3 separate regions of the Sus scrofa genome follow, and all the other regions are linked to region 3. Evidence: chromatin contacts called from public Hi-C data. All regions are on one chromosome and are shown on one strand. Each heading gives the region's core, a stretch centred on a gene start, on an enhancer-like site or on the middle of the called end of the contact. The rest is flanking DNA. Distances are from core to core; before and after follow the strand shown.

Region 1 (2,700 bases), core at 139-2,638, 460 kb before region 3:
CCGGTGGCTACAGCTCCGATTCAACCCCTAGCCTGGGAACCTCCATATGCTGCGGGAGCGGCCCAAGAAATAGCAACAATAACAACAACAACAACAAAAAAAAAGACAAAAGACAAAAAAAAAAAAAAAAAAAGCAACATGGGGAGTTCCTATTGTGGTGCAGTGGAAACAAGTTCGACTAGGAACCATGAGGTTGGGGGTTCGATCCCTGGCCTTTCTCAGTGGGTTAAGGATCTGGCACTGCTGTGAGCTGTGCTGTAGGTCACAGACGTGGCTTGGATCTCATGTTGCTGTGGCTGTGACTGTAGGCCGGCAGCTGTAGCTCCAATTCGACCCCTAGTCTGGGAACCTCCATATGCCGCAGGGTAAACCTAAAAAGCAAAAAAAAAAAAAAAAAAAAAAAAAAGGAAAAAGTTAACATATGTTAGGCGGTATTTATCTACTGGGTACAGGGAAGAAACTAAATATGGCTATTTCAGGGTCATAGTACTACCTAAAGGTAATTTAAAGAATGATTCCCAGGCCTAAGTTAAACTATAAACAAACACCCACTCCTAGGCTTTCTGGGAAAAAGAGGAATGTTTCAGATATCTTTCATCTCAAATGACAATATACTTCTTAGTATTTTTCTTCCTGAGCTTACCTCCCAAAAAGTATTTGACAGGAGAAGAAAAAAAAAAAAATAGAAATATGGATCAGGGTTTTGTGTGAGGTTCTAGGAGAAATGTTTATGTTGCTTTCCTGCACAGAAACTATGTCAGATTCAAGGCCAGTGTGATTATAATTTGCTCTATGTTATAATTATTAATGTGTAATTCTCTTTTAATGGAAAAAAAAATCTGATATCCAGTCTTCCAACAACACGTTAACCATAGAGTCTAAATTGTCAAATGCCATTGCCCACACATGCATGGTTTAATTTTTCCTCTGTGAATGGAACTAGACGTCTCCATTTAAATGCCTGCTGTTTTTCTCATGCCGTAGGTGAACTGTACAGTATTTAATGGTCTACAGGTCTAAAAATATTTCTTATATGCCTTGGCTTGCACAGAGTGCTTCTGCAAAAACAGTTAATAATCTGGCCATCCCAGGAGTCCAGAATGTTGAGTTAATTTTTTACAGAGGTTCCCAGATGTGCTGGAAGACACATTCACAGCAGATCTGGCCAGCATTTTTTTTTTTCCAGCTCATTTGACCTTTCTTTGTATCTGATATGAAACATATGTTAAAAACAATACCTGACAATTATGAAATGCATTTTTTGCATAAGCAAAACCACCATGAATACATCTTTTACAAAGTTTTGAATGGCAGAGATGGAAGGTTTCCATTGCGAAACTGTGTTCGTGTTTAGCCAAGTTAATCATCCATCTTGACAATGATTCTTTATCCAACATCTCTTTGGTATTCAGTGGGTAGGTCATTAGGCCCATGGAGAAATAAGTGGGAGACTGTCCAGGGAATGAAAAACATCTATATAACATGTGCAGAAGTAGATAGTTTTACCAAATACTAAATTTCAGCTTTAAGAGGTGCAGGTTCTGATCCCAGCCAGATCACTTGCAATCTTAACTTCTGGGAAGTAAGCAGAATAACAATGTGAGTCTGTGAGTGTTCCAAGAAGATCCTGCATGAGTTGTTTCCCTTTGCAGGTATTTTCCATACGCAACTTTACATGTGCCTTTTCTTTCTCTGTATTTTCTTTTCCATTAATTTTGCAGTAGGCTTTAGGGCATCCTTACGTGAACTGAGTTTGTGTTTTATCATTCCTTATAGAGGTCCTATAACATTTAAGAAATATAGCGGTGGATCCAGAGTTTGGCTAAGAATAAGACAGACATTCCAAATATTCAAAGGCAAGAGACGGCTACTGAGAAAGGAAGAGTAGGAATGGTACAATCCTTAGCAGTCTTATGAAAGGAAGTAAAGACCAGTGCAATCCAGTATCGATGTTTTCCTCAACTTAGAAAAGCGAGCATTTCAAGTCACACTATATTTCAGTATAATAATTGGTAATAATATATTTTTTTGTCTTTTGTCTTTTCAGGGCTGAAGCTGCAGCATGCGGAGGTTCCCAGGCTAGGGGTCAAATTGGAGCTATAGCTGCCAGCTTACATCACAGCCATAGCAACACAGGATCCAAGCTGTGTCTGCAATCTATGCCACAGCTCATGGCAATGCTGGATCCTTAACCCAGTTTTCGAGGCCAGGGATCAAACCCACATTCTTATGGATACTAGTTGGTTTCTTTAACTACCGAGCCACAACGGAAACTCCCTGCTAATGCTGTTTTTAAGGAGTGTTGACAATGGGCCAGACACATTAAGGATCTCATTTCTTAATCCTCAGAGCAACCCCTGGGTACTCTTTCTGACTCCTTTTTGGGGAGAAAGGAACTATGGACAAGTTAACCTTTAAAATCTTATCCAGATAGGTGACAGCAGCAAAATGGCAGAGTAGGCACCTCCACGTGCCTATACCCTGACCAAAACATCAAAAAGCAAGCAAAAATTGTCAGAACTAAATGTGTTAAAAATTTGGAAAACATCCTACTGTTCAGCACAGGGAACTATATTCAATATCCTATGATAGAACATCATGGAAGATAATACAAGGAAAAATATGAGTGGGTCACTTTGCTGTTTGCTGTACAGTGGAAATTGATACAACATTGTAAATCAACTATAGCTTAATTAAAAA
Region 2 (2,700 bases), core at 159-2,658, 330 kb before region 3:
GCTCATACAGATATCTCTGTTTCTGATGCAACACTATAGGATGTATTCTACCTAAACTTCCCTTCTCCTAATTTGTAACTCTTCTTTTCCAACAGTGAGAAACCTTTCTTTTATTATCCACTGTAGATTTACTTTTGGTTCAACATAAGACAGTTTCAGGATTGCTAACCCACACCCCCTGAGAGATGCAGTGTATATGTGTACATAGTTGAATACAAACTGTTAGTATACAGATAAAATACTATTTCCCCGGAGTCACTCAGGTTAATGCTCTTGTTCCCCACCCCCTTCAGTGTGGGTTTGTTATTTACTTGTAAAGCAGTGAAGTTCCTTTCTTAATGTTTGTTCTCCATTTCACCCCGCCTCCCCATCACTAGGTTTAGATTATCCCTTCTAGTAGGATTGGGATCACACAAGCTTTTCAACTTCTTTTTACCTTTTCCCTCGCCCTCATTTCCTGGTCTCATTTTCATAGGAGTGTTCAGTTAAGAGAAAAACTGGTTTTAAGGCTCCTCCCTAATCCTTTTAATTTGGGAAGAGATTGAAATGAATAGTCAAAAGGCTAAAAGGTTGGTGGTGGGTGGGTAGAGGAACAGTGGCCAGGAGCAAGAATCATTTATAAAACAGATAACAGATTTCAGTAGAATTGAGGGTCAAAATATGCATACTGATTTAGCAATAATACAATGAAGAAGGGTCACGCCCTTAACCTCCAACCTGGGTTGTTTGGTGGGGCTTAATCAGTGCCAGGAAACTCATCCAACTACCATGCTTTTAGAATTAGCAGGCTCTTGCCTAAGTGAGCCTTTGGGGTTGGCAGGCCCTCATTCCCAGTAAAGCTGAGCTACGTATTCTATTTCTTTAGTGTGTTCATTCATTCATTTAATTACCTATTGACAGACACAGAGCTGGGCTCTTATTCTGTGTGAAGGACTTTGCAGGAAAGAGCGGGGTCATCCAGCATCCTTCTGACCAATTCCACTGTCTCTGTTTGTGACCATCCTAAATGGTCATAGAATATTTGGGAGCTAAGCAAATAGAAGTCATTATGTTCAGAGGTAACCATTCAAAGAAAAAGAAAAAACAAAACAAAACAAACCAAAAATCCTCAAGCTTTCCGAAGAGGAAGTTGTTTTGAAAATCTCATGCCCTACTGTCTCTAGACTTTAGGGAGAGGGCCAGCTACCTACAGGCCTGCCTTCGTGCTCTTCCCCAAGGCAGTTCCAACAGCCCAGCCCAGACATGTACTTGAGTCCAGGTAAACAGTGTTCTCCAATTAATTGGGGGAAAAATACCCTGGTGGCAGAGCTGGGAAAGCATGGGTTGGTAGAGTGAAGGCGAGTCATCAGGCAGGTCACAACAAGGCCAATGCAAATTCTACAGTGTTTGTTTCTCTTGAATGCTATTCTGAGCACAGTAAACAGGACTGGCAAACAAAGACTGCAAACAACAAGAGCAATGTCAAAAGTGCTCCGGGTAGGAGTAAGAACTAGGTTATCATAAACACCCACGTTTAGAGGCTTAAGGTACAGTTGAAGAACAGGATTAAAGCTGAAAACTTTATTTATTTTTATTTTTATTTTTTTATTACTCAAATGAATGTATCACATCTGTAGTTGTGTAATGATCATAACAATTCAATTTCACAGGATCTCCAAAAGCTGCCAACTTTATAACCCAGATATTGATAACATCAGTTTGTTAGTATTATATTTCACTGAAAGAAAGATGGATCATATCATGGGATGTTGTATGTGCTGTATGTGTTTTATAAATGGGCTTATGGTCTTGGTGGGAAGATCACGCAGTTTCCTGGGTAAATATCTCTCTCTCTCCTTTTCTTTATTTCTTCCTTACAATGCACCAGGGAAAGGAACTCTACTTTGTTTTACCTCACAGCCTGATTGAAATGAACATGCATAATTGTGGAAGGACTGGGCAGCAAATCTAATAGTCCTTCATTCTCAAGGACTAAGACCAAGACTTCTACGTTTTTGTTGGCAATCTTTTTTTTTTTTTTTTCCTATCCATTTGACAGTTAAGTTAGCATTTGGAACAATTTTCCTAATAGAAATGTTATTTGTTACTTCTTGGGGGCTTGCATGTACAAAAATTAAAACCTGTTATTACAGCCTCCTATTTCAGCATTTCCTTGTGGGGGATCCATACCTACCCAGTGGCCTCCAAGGATTAGAAAGAAGGGAAGGTGTTCCCAATTGTCTAGACCTTATCGGAGCATCATCTGAATTATGCAAGGGCTCCATATTATGCATTCAGGTTGGCTCTTCATTGGGGAATAGCTCACATAAGGTTATTGGTATTTCCTGCCCCTGTTAGGCCAAAACTATCATAATAACAGCTTTTCTGGCTGGATTCAGGTAGCTTTGCTTCAAGCCCAGACCAGAATCAGGAAATGAAGAGGCATGTGTGGAAAGGAAAACTACTGGGGTGGAGGTTTGGGGGTGGGGAAAGGGGAATTTCTCAATGTTTTCATGGCATCAAAATGTTCAACATGGACAAGTCATTAGGAAAAAAAAAAAGACCTACTCCTAGTGGAAATTACCACTGGTCAGATTCTCCACTGTAACATCTGATTCTGACACTATATATATGGGCTGGGTAGGGCTGAGAGGCTGAAAGGTTAGTCAGACTAGTTAGAATACTTAGTTTCTTTACAAGTATTTCAAACACTGTTGACTT
Region 3 (2,700 bases), core at 143-2,642:
TGCATAAAATACTTCCTCTGATCTCAGAGTCTCCACTATAACATCACCTGCTCAGCACAGCTGTCCCTGGGCACCTGTCTGAAGCCCCCTCTCCCATCACTCTGTCATATCACCTCATTTATTTCTTCTTTTTTTTTCCTTTCACTTTGTAGGGCCATACCTGTGGCTTATGGAAATTCCCAGTCTAGGGGTTGAATTGAATCAGAGCTACAGCTGCCACCTAAACCTCAGCAATGCAGGATCCAAGCCGTGTTTGCAACCTAAAGCACAGCCCACAGCTACATGGGATCCTTAACCCACTGAGCGAGGCCAGGGATCAAACCCACATCCTCATGGATCCTAGTCAGGTTCATTAACCACTGTGCCATGAAGGGAATTCCTCTTCTTCTTCTTCTTCTTTTTTTTTTTTTTTTTTTTAGCTGTGCCTGCAGCATTTGGAAGTTCCTGGGCTCAGGATAGAACCTGTGCCATAGCAGTGACAAAGCCAGGCCTTTAACCCACTGAGCCACAAGAGAACTCTGCACTTTCCCTTTAAGACAACTTACTATACTCTATAATTACCCTATGTATTTTCTTCTATCTTCCTATATGAAAATCTAAACTTCTGAGAACAGGGAATGTTATTAGCTTCCCATCATGTCCTCTTTCTCTAACCTAGAACATTTCCTGAACAATTGGGAAAATTGATTAAAATTCGTTAGGAAATGCTGCATACCATTAGAATCCACCAGCTCAGGGCTGCCTGTGTCAGGATGTGGGGAAAGGCTGAGTGAAAACAGAATAAAGCACTGTTCCCAAGCCAGGTGCCTGTCAGCAGGACAAATTTGCAAGCACTCTTTGACCTGGCAAATCAGTGTTCAGGAACAGAGGGTGAACATGCTTGGTTAGGAAGTTCCATGGGTGAGTCAGGGGCATCTTAGTCTCAGCAGGATCAGAAAGAGCCTTTCCTTTGTCACTGGAGTCACCACGGCTCACAGTGGACAGTTATGGGGTGATAACATGTGGTCAGAGCAAGGCTTCAACCCTCCTGTTATAGGAGAAGTAGCTAGCAGAGGTACCCTGACAGATGAGAGTAGAGCGCTCAGAAATGATGTTTTGTTCCTGCTGTGGTGCAGTGGGTTAAGAATCCAACTATAGTGGCTCGGGTCACTGTGGATGCATGGGTTTGATCCCAAGCCCAGCACAGTGGGTTAAAGGGTTCAATGTTGCTGCACTTGTGGCATAGGTCACAGCTGCGGCTCAGATTCAATCCTTGTCCCAGTAAGTTCCATATGCCGTGCGTGTGGCCATTAAACAAAACAAAACAAAAAAAGTGCTGGTTTGCTACAACCCAACCTTCCAGGGCAGCATATGAGGCAACTCAGATCAAAGGTCTTGAGCTTTTGTGAGGGGGGGAGCGGGTGTCTGTTTAAAATAGCTCTTTTTAGGAGTTCCTGTTGTGGCTCAGTGGTAGTGAACACAACTGGTGTCCATGAGGATACAAGTTCGATCCCTGGCCACGCTCAGTGGGTTAAGGATCTGGCATTGCCATTAGCTGTGGTGTAGGTCACAGACACAGCTCAGATCTGGCATTGCTGTGACTGTGGCATAGGCTGGCGGCTGCAGCTTCGATTTGACCCCTAGCTTGGGAACCTCCATATGCTGCAGGAGGTGCAGCCCTGAAAAGCATAAATAAATAAATAAATAAATAAATAAATAAATAAATAAATAAAACAGCTCTTTTTATAAAAGTAGAATATAGTAGAAAACTTGGAAAATATAGGAAAAATATAAAGGAGACATTTTAGTACCAAAAAAAAAAAAAATCACCATAGCCACTAATACATATATTGAGGGTTTACAATCTGTCAAGCATTTTCCTACGCGCCTCACATGTATGTATTTATTTAATTCTCACAACAACCCAATGAGGTGTTTTCCTGACCATTTTACAGCTGAGAAAACTGAGGCACGGGGGAGTTAGGAAATTTGCCCTAAATCATGCAATCCTAGGATTTTAATTTAGCAGCGTTCCTCCAGAACACACATTCTTGGCTCTGGGCGGTTGTATATATTCACATCTGTACACATACGCACACATTCGTACATGCAATGGAGCAAAAAGAAGGCTTAAATATTAACAACCTTCCCTCGTCCTTCTATTAAGGAAGAAAGCTCATTTTGGGTTAGCTTCCAGATCTCTGAAAAATAAATAAAATATTTTAGATTCCCCTTTTCTGGTTAAGGTAGAGATGATCTTCCTATTATTGCCAGAAGCTGTGTTTGCTTATTTGTGAAGCCATGACCTGGCGTGTAACTTCATCAAATGTTTGTTCTACGACGGCAGAGTGACCGTATTTCTCTCCCGCCTCCTACACCCCTTTAACCTGCTAAGCTGGCCCTAGATTTGTTAGCTTGGCTGTGATTTTTTTTTTCTAGTCAATGGCTAAATTTTGACAGCTGATACTTTGTTTCAGAATTTTGCCCGATGTTTAATCATTTCTTTGAATACATTTTTTTTCTCATACTGCTCTTGTCTGGTTTTGGCATCAAGGTTGTACTGGACTTATAAAGTGAATTGACAAGTGCTTCCTCTTTTTCTCCTCTCTGAAAGAGTTTACGTTTGGAATTACCAGCACCTTGATCTCACCTATGAGAAAGTCTGGGCCTAGGATTTTGATCACAGGAAGATTTTAAATTTTTAATTCGATACTTTCATGG

Evidence for each region. A called contact is a pair of places that touch in the nucleus more often than the background predicts.
Region 1: a Hi-C map of liver shows a contact between it and region 3, with 6 times the contacts expected there. The contact joins two enhancer-like sites. A contact is called at or near these places in 1 of 47 Hi-C or Micro-C datasets (liver) and 1 of 2 datasets of contacts at active chromatin or transcription factors (alveolar macrophages).
Region 2: a contact with region 3 is called in a Hi-C map of liver, with 1.6 times the contacts expected there. The contact joins two enhancer-like sites. A contact is called at or near these places in 3 of 47 Hi-C or Micro-C datasets (liver and skeletal muscle) and 1 of 2 datasets of contacts at active chromatin or transcription factors (alveolar macrophages).

The regions. Positions count from the first base shown.
Region 1 is chr1:29,712,664-29,715,363 of Sscrofa11.1, reverse strand. It overlaps a transcript of SGK1 not described here. Among named protein-coding and RNA genes, the nearest start is that of SGK1, 34 kb to the left of the region's middle. Within about 2 kb of position 1,388, at least 8 of the 83 cell types and tissues checked have an H3K27ac peak or open chromatin away from gene starts, as enhancers often do. A contact at or near this core is called in liver, where this site is marked.
Region 2 is chr1:29,591,374-29,594,073 of Sscrofa11.1, reverse strand. No RefSeq gene overlaps it. Among named protein-coding and RNA genes, the nearest start is that of SGK1, 160 kb to the left of the region's middle. Within about 2 kb of position 1,408, at least 6 of the 83 cell types and tissues checked have an H3K27ac peak or open chromatin away from gene starts, as enhancers often do. A contact at or near this core is called in liver, where this site is marked.
Region 3 is chr1:29,256,678-29,259,377 of Sscrofa11.1, reverse strand. No RefSeq gene overlaps it. Among named protein-coding and RNA genes, the nearest start is that of ALDH8A1, 200 kb to the right of the region's middle. Within about 2 kb of position 1,392, at least 4 of the 83 cell types and tissues checked have an H3K27ac peak or open chromatin away from gene starts, as enhancers often do. A contact at or near this core is called in liver, where this site is marked.